2 separate regions of the Mus musculus genome follow, and region 2 is linked to region 1. The links are chromatin contacts, called in public HiChIP or PLAC-seq maps. All regions are on one chromosome and are shown on one strand. Each heading gives the region's core, a stretch centred on a gene start, on an enhancer-like site or on the middle of the called end of the contact. The rest is flanking DNA. Distances are from core to core; before and after follow the strand shown. Region 1 has its middle 130 kb from the start of Gm33843. Region 2 overlaps Gm33843 (a long non-coding RNA gene).

What was found. HiChIP or PLAC-seq counts read pairs in DNA pulled down with a chosen protein or histone mark.
Region 2: an H3K27ac HiChIP or PLAC-seq map of thymic regulatory T cells shows a contact between it and region 1, with 2.5 times the contacts expected there. The contact joins two enhancer-like sites. A contact is called at or near these places in 5 of 484 Hi-C or Micro-C datasets (CD4 T cells, CD8 T cells, Th1 cells and 2 more) and 3 of 115 datasets of contacts at active chromatin or transcription factors (CD8 T cells, embryonic stem cells and thymic regulatory T cells).

The regions. Positions count from the first base shown.
Region 1 is chr10:96,461,891-96,469,304 of GRCm38.p6, reverse strand. No RefSeq gene overlaps it. Among named protein-coding and RNA genes, the nearest start is that of Gm33843, 130 kb to the left of the region's middle. Within about 2 kb of position 2,259, at least 53 of the 459 cell types and tissues checked have an H3K27ac peak or open chromatin away from gene starts, as enhancers often do. A contact at or near this core is called in CD8 T cells, bone marrow-derived dendritic cells and thymic regulatory T cells, where this site is marked.
Region 2 is chr10:96,580,929-96,588,605 of GRCm38.p6, reverse strand. Gm33843 (a long non-coding RNA gene) reads left to right here. Exons shown (of 4, transcript XR_380712.2): 3 at 3,466-3,536. Among named protein-coding and RNA genes, the nearest start is that of Gm33843, 14 kb to the left of the region's middle. Within about 2 kb of position 2,400, at least 36 of the 459 cell types and tissues checked have an H3K27ac peak or open chromatin away from gene starts, as enhancers often do. A contact at or near this core is called in CD8 T cells, bone marrow-derived dendritic cells and thymic regulatory T cells, where this site is marked.

The DNA of each region.
Region 1 (7,414 bases), core at 1,010-3,509:
TGCTGTACCACAGGGCAGAAATGTAACCAACGCAAGGCCTGCTGTTTCCTTAAGAGGAGGCTAAGGCAGAACCGGCGGTGCTCGGCTATTTCTTTGCACAAATCCTTGGCGTGGGCTGTGAAATGTCAAATGTAGATTTGATTAAGCCCAACTCTAAAGCCCTAAGGCAAGTGTGTATCCACGGTTCTAATGTAATTATCGGAGCCACCTCTGTCTGCTACTAGGGCTGAGCTAGCACCCCATCATGGATACCAACGTCTACAAAATGAAGCCTGCAATTGATTGATTCATCACATCCCAAGTAGAAAGAGCCTAAAAAGCTCGACCAGGCTGGCTCCTCCTGAAAACTGAAGCATTAAATTAAGTAGCGGAACCAGCAGACCTGCCTTCTGATAGTCTGAAAAGGCGGAGCAAAGCATGGGCCCTAAAGAAAATGGTAGAGATCAAAGTTCTGTTGCCCTTTCGAGCAGCAAGGCTCTGGACATTTCCAATCCTTCCTTGAGATGATAACCCATACTTTGAATTCTTGGAGGCTGTGATCAATAATGAGTCTTCAGACTGAAGGATTCAGGAGATGAAAGGGGAAAAGTGGTGTTTCCTGGATCCATACACTGGGAGAGCAGGCATACAGGGAGCATGAGCGTAGATCAAATTAAACTAAATGCAGCAGCCTCACTGGGGCAGATGAGATTTCACCACTGCATTCTCAGAGGGAAGAAGAGGATGCACTGCCTACACCCAAGTTAGCCACTAGCCAAAGCTCTACTTTGTTTTGTGAAATTCACATCATATTATTTCTTCCTCCTCCTCCTCTTTTCTTCATCTTCTTCATCCTCCTCTCTTCCTCTTCCTCCTTCCTTCTTTCTTCCTGCTTTAAAATGTGTTCCTGTCCTCTTTTAAGGACTGATTGGAACCAAGATGACAAGAACCAAACCTCCAGAGAAAGATCGCTGTACTGTGAAATTCAAGCAGAGAGAAATGGCACAGCCATGTTCGACCTCACCCAGTAGTGGAATCTAAACACGCTCCACATGGTTCAGAGAGAGAACCAGAGAGAGGTCTGTCTGGTGAGATAAGTCACCAAAAATTTAAAATTTGCTTATCACCCTTCACAGAAATGAGCCATATTTTCAAGCTCCATGAGCTTCCTCCAATTTGACCAACAAAGTTAGAGTGTTGAGAACAGTTTCCGCGTGACTCTAGAACCAAAGTCTTATTTTGGGGGCTTTTGGAATTGTCTCTGTCCAGATATCCAGAGGTCAGAGTGGTCTTTGTTGGAGACTCTGTAGGAGGCTCACCATAGGAGAAAGATCATTTCCCAGCTGAGAGCCATCCAGGAGATAGGGGAGGGAAACAGATGGTTTTATGAGGGTTTGACTTCTACTTTAAGCCTCGATTCTGGAAATGGCAGTGGTATTGTGGTTCAGCCCTGGTAGCATCTGTCACAGGGATGCCAGGCTTAAATATCACAGTGCTCTTTCAAGCACAAATTATATTAAAAGTAGTTTCTGCCTTCCAGGGACTCCCTTGCCTTAAAAGCATCCATCGTCTGTCTCCTTCTGCCTGTGTATTAAACCTAAGCTCATAGATATTCCCTCCGGCTTGCCTTCATCTGGTCTTCCATCTTTTTACCATCGTGTCCTGTAGACCAAGGACTGTCAGACTTCTTTTCTATAAAAAGGCAAATTGTAAATATTTGAGTCTCGGGGCCATGTGTTCTCTGTCACCACTGTTCAGCCCTGCTGTGACAGAACAAAAGCACTCATGGACAATATGTAAGTTAAAGAACATGGTTGGGCTTCAATAAAATTTTATTTACAAGAACAAGGTAGCGGGCTGCATTTGATTTGGCCCGAGGTTGTAGTTTGCCAACTTAACTTCTATTTTAGATGGAGCAAATGTGTTCCTTTTCATACTCATTTCCCTTGCCTTGTAGGCTCTTGGGTTTTTTTTTTTTCTCCAAGCTCAAGTTGCTTAATTAATTAAAACTCATTAGTCACTGAAAGAATATTGTGTGCCAGATGCTGTCCTTGGGTCTAAAGATGCAACAGCGAAAAATAAGCTTTCTATTATTATGGAATTTAGGTTCTACAGAATGAAGAGAACAATGGAAACACATTCTGGGTGAAGAAGGATGAACACAGGATGCATGTGGAGGCGGAGGGCTGTTTTGTAGACGAGAAAAGTCACATTGATGAAATGGTTCAGTGACAGTGATAAAAATCAAGGACAAGTTCAATCTGCAATAGATGTGGGTATAACGGGAAGTTGTCAAGGTGGACAGAACAGGAAGTGCAAAGCACCTGAGGTAGAACCTCCTTGGCCTGTGGGATGCAGTGCAAAGATGCTGGCATTGTTGGAGGGCTCCAAATGGGTGTGGGATGAGATGAAAATTGTAGTGTTGAGCAAGATTTGCTAAAGCCATGGAAAGGACCTAAGATCAGAAGCATTGAAAAGTAGAGATGAAAGAATGGAACATATTCATTGTGCGTGAATGGGAACATTGACAGCTATGTGTAGTGCAGTAGGAAGGATAGGGTCAAAGTGGAAGGACCTGGCTAAAGGTGACAACTGCTATCTAGGGTTCTAAAGCAGAGGGATTAAGACACCACTTTCTGAATGACGTTTGAAGGCATGGTGGAACAATGGAGTATAAAAGAAATACATAGTAAAGGGCAGAGCCAAGGGATTAGAAGGAGGGGCTTCGGACTAATTAAGGTAGTGAGGACTAAGGGAGAAATAGAGTGGGTAGCAATAGTCTAACTTTATTTTATTTATTTCTATCATGTTAAGCTTGAGATGATATTTGGACTTTTCTCTGTGAAATGCTGAACAGTTGGGTAAGCATGCCTTGAAGTTCACTGGCGATGTCAAAGGCAGAGACAGACATTTGAGAACTACCTGTAATCAGCACTTATGGTTGTGAGGTGACATAGGGCGTCCGAGAAAGAATTGAGAAGAAGAGTGATCAGGAAGGCAGCATTCAGATGATTTGACCTTAAGTAGATTAAAAAGTAAAACAAAAAACCAATGAAGAAAGCCCAGTGAGGCAGGAAGTAAAGTAAGAAAAAGTGACCTCCCAGGCACTAAGGGGAGTTTCTTTAGAAGGAGGAACTGAATAAGTGTGGGATTTTGCAAACATATTGAGCAAGTTGAAGGCTGAGACATAGCACAGATCCAGCAACACTGGAACCACACTGACTTTTCCCACGGTGGTCTGAGGAGCAGTGACGAGGGAAAACTACAGAGGCTGTATAAAACAGGTCATGAAAACCCCCGAACATTTCCTTCCTTGAGATACTTGATAACATTTCCCGAACATTTCCTTCCTAGAGATACTTGATAATACTTATGGTGGTTAATCTTAATTTTCAACTTAATTTAGAATTACCCAGGAGACACCTCAAGGCCAGCCTCTGAAAGGGTTTCAAGAATGGCTTCTCCAAGGAGACAAGAACCATTCTGGGTGTTGGTGGCATCATCCCATCAGCTGGATTTCTAGAATAAAGAAGAGAGGGAAGGGAGAAGGTACCAGCTTCCATTCCTCCCTGCTTGCTGACTACAGACTCTCACTCCACACTGTCAGTCCCTCCTGACACATAACGTACCCTCAAACTGTGATCCAAATGTACCCTACTTCCTTGAGTGATTTGGGACAGATATTTTATCACAGTGACAAGAAAAGTCCAGCCTTCTACCATTTTAACTATTGGTTTATATTTTCATAGCCTCAGCTATTTTGTGCCCAATCCCAAAGCTGAGCCACGATCATCTGCTAATCAACTTTTATGTAGCATAATACTAGGCACTTAGTAAATGCTGCCTGAATGCTTGTAAAATGAATATAAAACTGAAATCTAAGAAGATTTTCCACAGATGAATATGACTGCCATAACATTTAGGAACACCAATAATAATAATAATAATAATAATAATAATAATAATAATAATAATAATTAATAATAATAATAATGATGATCTTTTAAAAAACAAGATTAAAGTTACCAATATTTTAAATAAATATAAAATTCATAGTTTAAAAAACAACTGGTATGTCAGACATAATGTAGGAAGATGTAACTTTAATACAGCTCTGAAGCTAAGTACATCTTTAAAGTGCCCGGTAAACAGAATCAGTCATAAACAGAGTTTTAGATGGTTGGGGGAGAGCGAACACTCCATGCTATTGCACTTTTGTGACACTGCCCGTATCTGTGTTTATATCCTGATTTTGTTTTCCTGCAGTGCTGAGGATCAAGCGTGGGACTTTTGGGTATGTCAGAAAGACAGTCTACCATTGTCTCATCTTAACTGGGATATCACACTCCTACCTGTAATTTATACATACACTATCTTGCATAGCATGTAGTGAGATTGCTCAGTGGAGAGAGTTTAGTCCTGCTGAAGATGATGGTGAGGCTCCAGGAGTATTAGGAAGCATCTCTCCCTTCTGTAAACCACATGTACTTAGCATAAACTCCCATAATATTCGCTCTGCTTCTTCTTTTAGAACTTCCCATATTATAAACTCACCACTGTTCTAAGAAACCCCTCAAATTAATGTTCTCCCTTGTGTTGGTTTGAAAGAGAATGGCCTCCCATATATCATAGGTTTGAATACTTGGTCTCCAGTTGGTGGAACTGTTTGGAAAGAACTAGGGGGTGTAGTTTTGTTGGAGGAGGTGTGTTACCTGAGCCTGACTTTGAGTTTTCAAAAACCCATGTCAATCTCGGTTAGCCCTCTCTGCCTCATGCTTTTGGATCAAAATGTAAGCTCTCAGCTACTGCTTAGTCACTATGCCTGCCTGCCTGCTTGCCTGCCTGCTGCCATGCTTTTTACCCTGATGTCTATGGACAACTCCTGAAACTGTGAGCCCCAATACTCACTCCCTATGAGTTCCAATTAACTCTTTCTTCTATAAACTGTCTTTGTCATGATGTTTGCCACAGTAACTGAAACACCCTCTTTAAGGCCACGATTTTGAAATCAAATTCACTGTAGTGAATTACTTTGGGGTTGAATTGATTGGGTCAGTTTTTGTTGCTGTTGTAGAAATGATTCTTTAGTCCTTTGAACTATGTCTATTAAGCATAGAAGCACAGATTAGCACATGATTAATCAAGTGACTTTCTGGCTAGATCCTTTAATTCAATCAACACTGAGACATTATGCCCAGAAGTCAAATGATGATTTTTTTTCCCAAAGGTCCATTTCAAAGGCAAAGTAGCTTCATTATAGAGGACAAAAACCACGATCAAATCTTCTGTCTCTAAGTAACAGCTAGTTAGCACAGTTAGTGACTAGAACTTAGTCATCCAGGTATACTTTATTTATTCAATATGAGAAAAGGCCTGTAGAAGTGTTTGGTGAGTCATTTCATAAGACCAAAGCCAAGCAAAACTAGAGCACTCTTGTTGGAGATATTTTCCTCAGTGTGAAGTTTCTTTTGGGAGACTTGACATACAGGTGTAGTCAAACTTTGGCATGGAAAGTAAGTCATGAATTTTATAGGCAATGACCCTTGATGTCTTAAGCATGTGATACCACAGCCAAATCTAGCAATATTCCCTGAAAGAAGCAAAAATAGATGCAAGAGAGGAAATTAGGTGGAGGTAATTGAATTCTTTAAAAAAATTTTTTTTTTGCTAGCCAAGGATCCCAAGAAGACAAAATCTCGTTCTTTACATAAAGGACATAGCTTCATTTCTATTTTACAGAGAAATAACCTTTCAGAAAACCATTCCTAAAAATTGTGCTACTATGCCTTTGAGTTTCCTATTTTGTGGGTCATAGATTTAACAGGCTGTAATGCTATTTAAACATGGTAGATACTTAATGCACCATGAAAAAAGCCCTTAAGCCATGGGAAATTACAAAAATATCTCAATGCCAGGGTCACAAAAGTGAACATTCTTAACATGAACTTCAAAGGTAAAATGAAATTACATTTCCTGTAGGTTCCTGAGGGTCTATTGACCAATGATCATGGACACCAGTGATTTCACCCACAGTCTTGTTAGAGATTTTGTTCAAACCAGCCAGCCAGCCACTTCTCAGCAGAAATGGTTCTGGAAACTCAGCTTTTGGTACATTGGTAACACCAGGAACTTCATAAATGATTCAGCCAAGAACTAGATTGTCTTTTGTTTTCTCCACATAGATTAATCACCTGATTCATTGTGGAGTTTTCTGGTGCCAGGAAATTTAGAATGGTAACAGATTATTTAGTTAATAGACATTCATCTGAAGAGATTGTTTCTCAACAAAGCACTCAAATGGCCAATACACAACATCATTATCAATTTGATAAACTAGTTCAGATCAATGGATATTTTGAAATTTTAATAATTATAGTTGTATATTTAGTTATTCATTTTGGTATTTGAAAAAAACTACAAAGCTATATAGAAGGGAATAAAAAGCCATGGTCTTGGTGCCCAGTGGGAAGGTGCCTGCTTCTCACTGTTATACCCAATAAAGGATAAATTGATGAAACTCTGTTTGGCAGGAAATTGGAAATGAATGTTTGCTGTACTCAACAGGAGAGAGGAAGACCTTTCTAAAGGTTGTAGTGACTGCTTTACTCTATACTAAAGTAGATTGGGTATCGACTTATGTAGCATTGAGGGGATGTTAGAGATTGTCAAGTTCAGCAGTCAGTTTTCAAGCATGTCTTTTAGTCAGTTTATAAGCATTTCCCCACTGCCCATGTCCTCTACATGGCTGGGAAGTGTTCTCATTCCTTTCACTTCCTGGCTCTTTGGTTTCCTCTTCCCTCTTTTCTCAACAGTCTTCAAACTGGCGGTGGACTAAAGCACTGAAAGGTGCTTTAGGTAAGTGACTGATATGAAGTTTTGCCAATCGGGACCCCTGGGTTTTGTTCTCAGGCCTAACAGTAACTGTGCCTTTTAGGCGAATTATGAGAACACCACACTTAAGATGTTGCATCTATGAAATAGAGACTCCAGTGACTACTTTCCCATTACCTGCCATACTGATTTGGATAATAGAAGCGAAATATTGAACAGAGGACAGACTGAACTGTAGATGTTATTATTTAAAGAAACCTAATTTACCCAGATATAGCTCTCTCTTGTGAGACTATGCTGGGGCCTAGCAAACACAGAAGTGGATGATCACAGTCAGCTATTGGATGGGTCACAAGGCCCCTAATGGAGGAGCTAGAGAAATTACCCAAGGAGCTAAAGGGAACTGCAACCCTATAGGTGGAACAACAATATGAACTAACCAGTACCCCGGAGCTCTTGTCTTTAGCTGCATATGTATCAAAAGATGGCCTAGTCGGCCATCACTGCAAAGAGAGGCCCATTGAACTTGCAAACTTTATATGCCCCAGTACAGGGGAACGCCAGGGCCAAAAAGGGGGAGTGGGTGGGTAGGGGGTTGGGGGGG
Region 2 (7,677 bases), core at 1,151-3,650, 120 kb before region 1:
CTTGAACATAACTACCGTGATATTTTCACAGCCCATCTCAACTGGTGGCCAAGAAACAATCTCACGTGGGTTCCGAGAGAGCCAGCCATGCAGAAAACAGCACAGAATGTAAACTGAAACTGCGGACAAGGGGTTACTGTGTCAGGAAATAACCCAGATAACTGTGCGATAGGTCCTAGTTTCTGTTTGTGTGTGTGCTCACACACATGTGATAGACAGAGCGACTATGTGGTTTATGTCTGATGTATGTACCTGTGTGTGCTGGGTGCATGTGGAGGCCAGAGGATGCCAGCTGTTCTGTTCTATCCCCTCTGCCTTATTTTCTTGAGCCAGGGTTTCTTTCTGCAACTGGAGTTGTTTGGTATCCAGCAAACCCTAGTGATCCTCATGTCTCTTCCGCCTCACGGAATATAGGTGTAACCACACCATAGTCAACAGCTCCTCACATGGGTTCTGGAGTTTTGAATTCAGGTCCTCATGTTTGTACAGTAAATTCTCATACACACTGAGCCATCTTCCCAGCTCCTGAGGTTAATTTAGGTCTAAAATAGTCAAGACTCTTAAGATTTATTATTATTATTTTTTAAAGATTTATTTATTTTATTATATGTGAGTACACTGTAGCTGTCTTCAGATGCACCAGAAGAGGGTGTCAGATCTCATTACGGGTGGTTGTGAGCCACCATGTGGTTGCTGGGATTTGAACTCAGGACCTTCGGAAGAGCAGTCGGTTCTCTTAACCACTGAGCCATCTCTCCAGCCCAAGATTCATTTTTACATGAGTGTGTGCATGCATCTCTCTCTCTCTCTCTCTGTGTGTGTGTGTGTGTGCGCTCTCTCTCTCTCTCTCTCTCTCTCTCTCTCTGTGTGTGCGCTCTCTCTCTCTCTCTCTGTGTGTGTGTGTGTGTCTGTGTGTGTATGTGTGTATGAATGCAGGTGTCACAGATACCAGAGGCATCAGATACCCTGGGGATTCACAGGCACTTGTGAGCCACCCTATACAGTGCTGGAAACTGAACTTGTACCCTCTATAAGAGGAGCATGCTTTTAACCATGGTACCAACTCTCCAGCCCATCCTCTTTTTTTTTTTTTCTCCTCCTCTCGCTATTGTTTATAACCAAAGCTTACCTACAGTCTGTAGCTTCATATCAACTCAAGAAGTAGTTCTGTTATGAGAAAACTTCTTGCCATTTTCCCCGAGTTCCTGTTTTTACATGCACACATTCCCAACAGATGACTGATAGAATAGTAAAGCTGAGATTTGAGAAAACAGCATCGTAGGGACTCTGCAATGCACTTATTGTTAGTCCCATGGAAGCAACCGTCTCTAAAATTTCCTGGTAGTCAGTTAGCGTACCGCCATGAGCGGATTTGCCAGTTTTCAATCTCTAAATGCTACCACGGAGGGCTCTTTTTTCCTATGGTTTCGATTTTTCCAAATACCTTGGTTTGCGTGGTCATACTGCACAGCACAAGATATGACCAGCACCAGTGAAATAGGGCAGCCAATCAAACAGCTTGAGGTCTCTCTGCTTTTGATTAGAAGCAACATTTTCACAGTCACATAAAATCCGAGAAAACTTAGTTAGCAAAAGTCCCTTACCTGGGGTTACTAAACCAATCTGCAGGAAGCTAAATAGCTTTTCAAAAAGTTTTAGCAAAAAGTCCCCTCCCTGGCCTTTCTTCAAACATTAACCTCAAACATTTACTTCCTTTCATATTATTTATACATTTAACCTCAAGATTTCATCTAGGAAGTCTCCAGCAAATATAAGACAGGACCTAAATGTCAGCCATCTGCAGACCAGACTTAACAAGTTTCCTGGGGGGGGGGGGATGAAAACCTCTCATTTCATACAGCTGAAAAGGGCTGTTGTGTCTCCCCAGGACTCCGGGCAATGCTTTTCCAGGACCCACCACCCAGTCTAGGCTCCTATAAATACATTCTCCAACCATGTAAACAGTTTCTTATTTGGTTTCTGGGCTAGAGTTTGTCTTTGCTGTGGAGGGCGGGGGGGGGGGGAGAGAAATGAAAAAAGCAGGTTTAAAAGGCAAACAAAAGGACATAATAATCACATTTTTCTCAAACACACAGCAGGATGCAGCAGCCATGTGTTAGATTCTACTTAAGAAAGCAGGCTCCCCCTAAGCACTGAATTGGCCCGAGTCTGGTATATATATATGTATATGTGTGTGTATATATGTATATATATATGTGTGTGTGTGTATTTACACATATATGTCTGAGCATACACAAGCCAGAATACACAAGTGGGGCTCAGGGAACAGCTTTGTGGGATCAGTTCTTTTTTTCCACTTTTACATGACTTGTAGGGCTCAGCGGAGGATGCCAGACTTTCATAGCAGCCCTTTACCACCACCCCACCCTCCACATCTTCCTGCCCCTACACTTTTTTTTTTTTTTTTTGAGACAAGGACTCTAGTACAGTAAGCTAGTGTACTACAGAGTCACACCTCAAATATATACAGTGGTTTCTGTAGATATCTATAGTCTTCAGTTGCCTAAAGGATATTTCTCCTGTGTTTGATGAAACAACCCCAACAAAAACAATTTTAATGTAGGCGTGTAGTGTGCATGCATGGGTGTGTATGTGTTTGTGTGTGGTGAATGTGTGTGTACAGGTGCACACCCATGAATGCATGTGTTTGAGTATGTGTAGGTCTGAGGTTGTGGTCAAGTATCTTCCTAGGTCACACCTCATCCTTATATGTTGAGGTAGGGTCACCTGCTGAACTCAGTTTACCATTTCAGATAGTCTGGCTAATGATTGAATGCTGGGGATTTTTCACTCTGTCCCCCATTCCTTTTTCTCTCTCATGTTTACAGAGGGCCTGCCATTCCCACCAGGCTTTTTATATGGATTATGGTGATCTGAACTTTATCTCTCAAGGATGTGTGGCAAGGGCTTTAGCAACTGAACCATCTCCCCATCAGGGAGCATTTCCCTGTTATTTCCTTGAGTGTTTCTGTTCTCAGTCCATATTGTTTGCATTGGATCAGTCCTTGTCACCCTGTTCAGTTGTACAGTCCTTGGCTCAGAAGGAGCACATGTAGGATGCAGGTGTTCTGTCAAGGCCCACAGAATTATCTCTGCCAGCATCACTATGCTGAAATTGGTAACTTATTGGAAGAGATAGAAAAGTTAGAGTGTAGCTGCTGTTGGCTCCATGCGACAGAGTACCCCAGAATACAACCAGCCCCAGAGAAGGCAATCTCAACCGAGAGGTGAAGACAGGGCAAGCCAGACCTTGTGGTCATCTCTGGGCCCGTGGCTTCAGTTATGTTATATAGCATCTATATTTGAATGTTAGTTCTTTTTGCCACTAGATTCTTTTGGGCTTAAGTCAGTGTGGTTTGGGTTTTCTGGCTTTTAGAATCATGTGGGTTTGGCTAGTGTTGACGTTTTATTTTTTTTTACCATCTTAATTTTGTTTGATGGCAGGCAACATACATATTGACATAGAAGCACACCATGAGCAGTAGATTGCATCCCTAACACCATGATTAATCAAGGTAAGCTTTGTTTTATCTGGTCATCAACACTTTCATAAAGAGAAATATGTGTGTGTGTGTGTGTGTGTGTGTGTGTGTGTGTGTGAGAGAGAGAGAGAGAGAGAGAGAGAGAGAGAGAGAGGGAGGGAGGGAGAGAGAGAGAGAGAGAGAGAGAGAGAGAGAGAGAGAGAGAGAGAGAGAGAGAGAGATTTATTACCAAAGCAATAAATTCCTTTTTGAGGCAGGTTTTATATAGCCCATGCTAGCTTTTAACTCTTTATATAGTCAGAATAGTATTACAGTGCATCCTTTGTTTTGTTTTTGCTGATTTAGGCGAAAACTAAACCAAACCAAACAGAAAACAACAAAACAAACAAACAAAATCAATCAAACAAATGGCATGCTAGGCAGGCACCAAGCTTTGTGTCCCATCTCTAACACTACATAAATTGGCTATGGTGATGCATGCCTGCTCCTGGGAGGTAGAATCAGAGGAACACAAGTTTAAGGGCAGCCTGGGATGCATAAGGCCTTAGCTTAAAAATAATGTGTATTTTGATAATAAATCTGCTTTTGTTCTTTCTAACCTAACTGAACATGCTAAGCAAACACTCTACCAGTCAGTGGTCTCAGCAGCTCCAGAAATACATCTAATATCATTGTTCAGAGGATATTCCTAGATGCTAGTGACACTGAGTCCTGGTAAACAAAGCAGTATGAATGGTAACATGAGCAAGTGCAGCTAAGGTCTGGTCAATGGTCAGCTTCCACCGCTCACCTGCCTGACATACATACGTTCCTGGATTCTAACCCCAGCACCAGGGGGAAAAAAAAGGCTTTCTAGTTGGGTGTGGCAGCAATGTGCTTAATTGCAGTACTTAGGAGGCAGAGGCAGGTGGATGGATTTCTGTGAGTTGGAGGTCACCGTGCTCTAAATAGTGAGTTTCAGGACAACTAAGGCTATATAGCAAGACCCTGTCTCAAAAAACGAAACAAAACAAAACAAAACAAAACAAAACAAAACAAAACATCTTTTAAAAGTCAGTTCTGCCAGTGTTTGACCTTCCTGCGATTTGAGGTTAATAAGTTCTACACTAACGGCTTAGAGAACATCGAAGAAGAGGGGGCGTAAACGTTGTAAGAACCCGAGGCCCAGGGCATCTGCTGTAAGATCGTGTCTTCTATATACAACAGGGAAACTGTGCCCATGAAACCTTAACAATGCAGTCACCTAATAAGACATGCAGGTGACATGCTGACACAGATGTGGGAGAAATCTCATAAGGCCCCACCCTAGGTGAAAATCTAAAAGCAATGAATGACAGTTGAGAGAGGGAACAGCCAGCTTCAGAAATGAGCCCCTGATCAGTGATCCACTCTTTACATGTCAGCCTTAAACACATATACATATGAGCAATGCTAAATGACAAATTTCTATCATCTATCTATCTATGTATCTATGTATCTATCATCTATTTCTTCCAATCTATCTATCTATCTATCTATCTATCTATCTATCTATCTATCTATCTATCTATCTATCTATCATCTATCTCTATGTATGTATGTATGTATGTATGTATGTATGTATGTATGTATGTATCCATCCATCCACCTGTCTGTATGTATGTCTGTCTGTCTATCTATCTATCTATCTATCTATCTATCTATCTATCTATCTATCTATCTATCTATCTATCTATCTATCTATCTATGTAACAGTACTAATTAAAGAATAAGAGGTCATGAATTTGGGAAGGGGTTTGGGGAACACAACAGGCCTGAAATGATTTAAATACAGCATTCATATATGAAATTCTCAAAACTTGAAACCTACTCTGATGCCTCTCCCGGTAAGGTTGGATGCATTAGCTGTCACTGTGGCTTTATTAGTACACGTCATCACTCGAGTTTTCTACTAGACTAGATGAAAAAACTAAATCATTCTCCAATTGCAGTTAACAGTTCGCAACTAGTTCACACTTTTATTCTGCATGGCTCATTAACAAAAGTAGCAAAAAGAGTTAGGGGAAAGAGTGATTCAGGAAGACACTATGCCACCCCAAGCATAACTGACACATGCATACATGCATATCCACAGGAACATGCTCATATATGACAAACATTCACACATACACACACACACACACACACACACACACACACACACACACAGAGACACACACAAACACATACACACAAACACATACACACACACATAGACACACACACACACATACACACACATATAGACACACAGATCTTGGTACCAGAATCTTTTGACTCAAGGGAATCTGAACAAATCACTTAATAACTGCCCCCTCAAGTTTTTTTATCAATAAAATCAGGAGACTAGTGCTGGCCGACAGAACTCCTGTGACTTTTATGAAAATCATATAAGTAATTCCAGCAGTTGTACTTTTATTCCTCGGTCAGTCAACAAAGAACTACAGTGAGCTGTGTACCATGAAAAACAAAGATGTATGAAATATGTTTTAAGATATGCTTGCATTTTTAATGGACAGGATAATTGCATACATTTACAACATACACTGCGACATTTCTTGTGTGTGTGCAATGTGCGCGTGTGCTCACACGTTATGTATGTGTGTGTTTTAAAACAGTGTCTGGTTATATATTCCAGGTTGTCTTAGAATTTGCAACAGTCTTCCTTGCTCAGCATCTTCATAGCTCAAATTATAGGTGTGAGTCACTATGTTTGGCTATACAACATGTTAACACAGAGCACAAAACACATAACACACACATGCACACCCACACCCACTTTACACTTATGTATATAAAATTATGTTGATTGGCAATTCTCTTACCTCTGATATTTCTTTGTGGTAAGATGATTCGGCACTGTCTCTACTAGCTATTTTCAGATATAAAAATCAACCTTTGTCAATTAAAGTTATATTCTTTTTCTTGGTTTTGTTTCTGTTTTGAGATAGTCTCCTTATGTGGCCAGTTCAGGTTGGCCTGGAACTTACAATTCTCCTTTCTCAGTCTTGTGAGCACTGCAGTTACAGACATGTACCAACATTCCCTGGCTTGATGGTTTTAATTTTAGAGAATCATTTGCTTGCTTCAAGAATCTTGCAGTCTAATAGAGAAAGTAGAAACATATAAGCCTGGGGCTTCTAATGCACTCTCTGAGAGCTTTTTTGTTCGATTAGTTTTATCACAGCTTGCAATTCTGTGATTATTTTCCATGTGCCTTTCCACCCTTGAAAGACCCCCTTTTCTTACCAGGCTATGGACACCACGGTGGTAACCCATTTTGCTAACCTCTCTATTCACAGTACCCTTGACACAATTATCTAGGAAATGGATGTTTTTATTTATTCCATCTTTTTTAAAAGGTTCAAGAAGTCGCTAGCAGAAACCCATGTGACCTTGTTTCTCAGGGTAACCAGTGTTAGGTGACATTTGCACGTTAATCCTAAGCAGAGGAGAAACCCCACGCTTTCCATGTTTGCACAGACTGAGAGCTTTAATTCCTCAGGATTCTTTGCAAACCAGTTAACTTCATATAATCTCTATTGTTGAACCTGATGCCTGCCCTTCGTCCTGATTTTATATCAGGGAGCAATGGAGGCAGGTGCCAGCCTTCATGCTCTCAGACGGTATTGCATTAAACCCACAACAATGAAAAAGAAAGCAGAATTGATTGGCTTCATTTCCCATGTACAGGGGGATGCTGGGTTGAAATAATCGCCTTAAGTGTTTCAGGGTGAGACTCTTTCCACTCGGGTCTGGTTTCAGGCTGCTGCCATGTCCGGGTTGTCCTTGCAGTAAATAAATCAGCAGGGTACATAATCTTGTTCTGTAACCTGCTGCAAATCCCAAAGATGTGCAAAATTCATCAACTCCAACAGAGGCTGAGAAGGGAAAATCCTTTTGCTGTGAAGAAATGCCCTTAGCAGGAAGATTTCGACTAACAGGTCACCTTCCCTTTAGTGATGTGAACATGAGTTAGAGCCTTTTACCAAGAAAAGGTCGTGGAAACCAGGACCTGGAAGAATGCTAGGTTTTAGGGGTATCTACCATTAATTTGTTTTGTTCTTCTAGAAAAGAAAAGCATTTGAAATCCTAGTCGAGTTAGCTCTGGTCAGGCTGGGTTAGGGTTAGGGTTAGGTATATACATATATATACC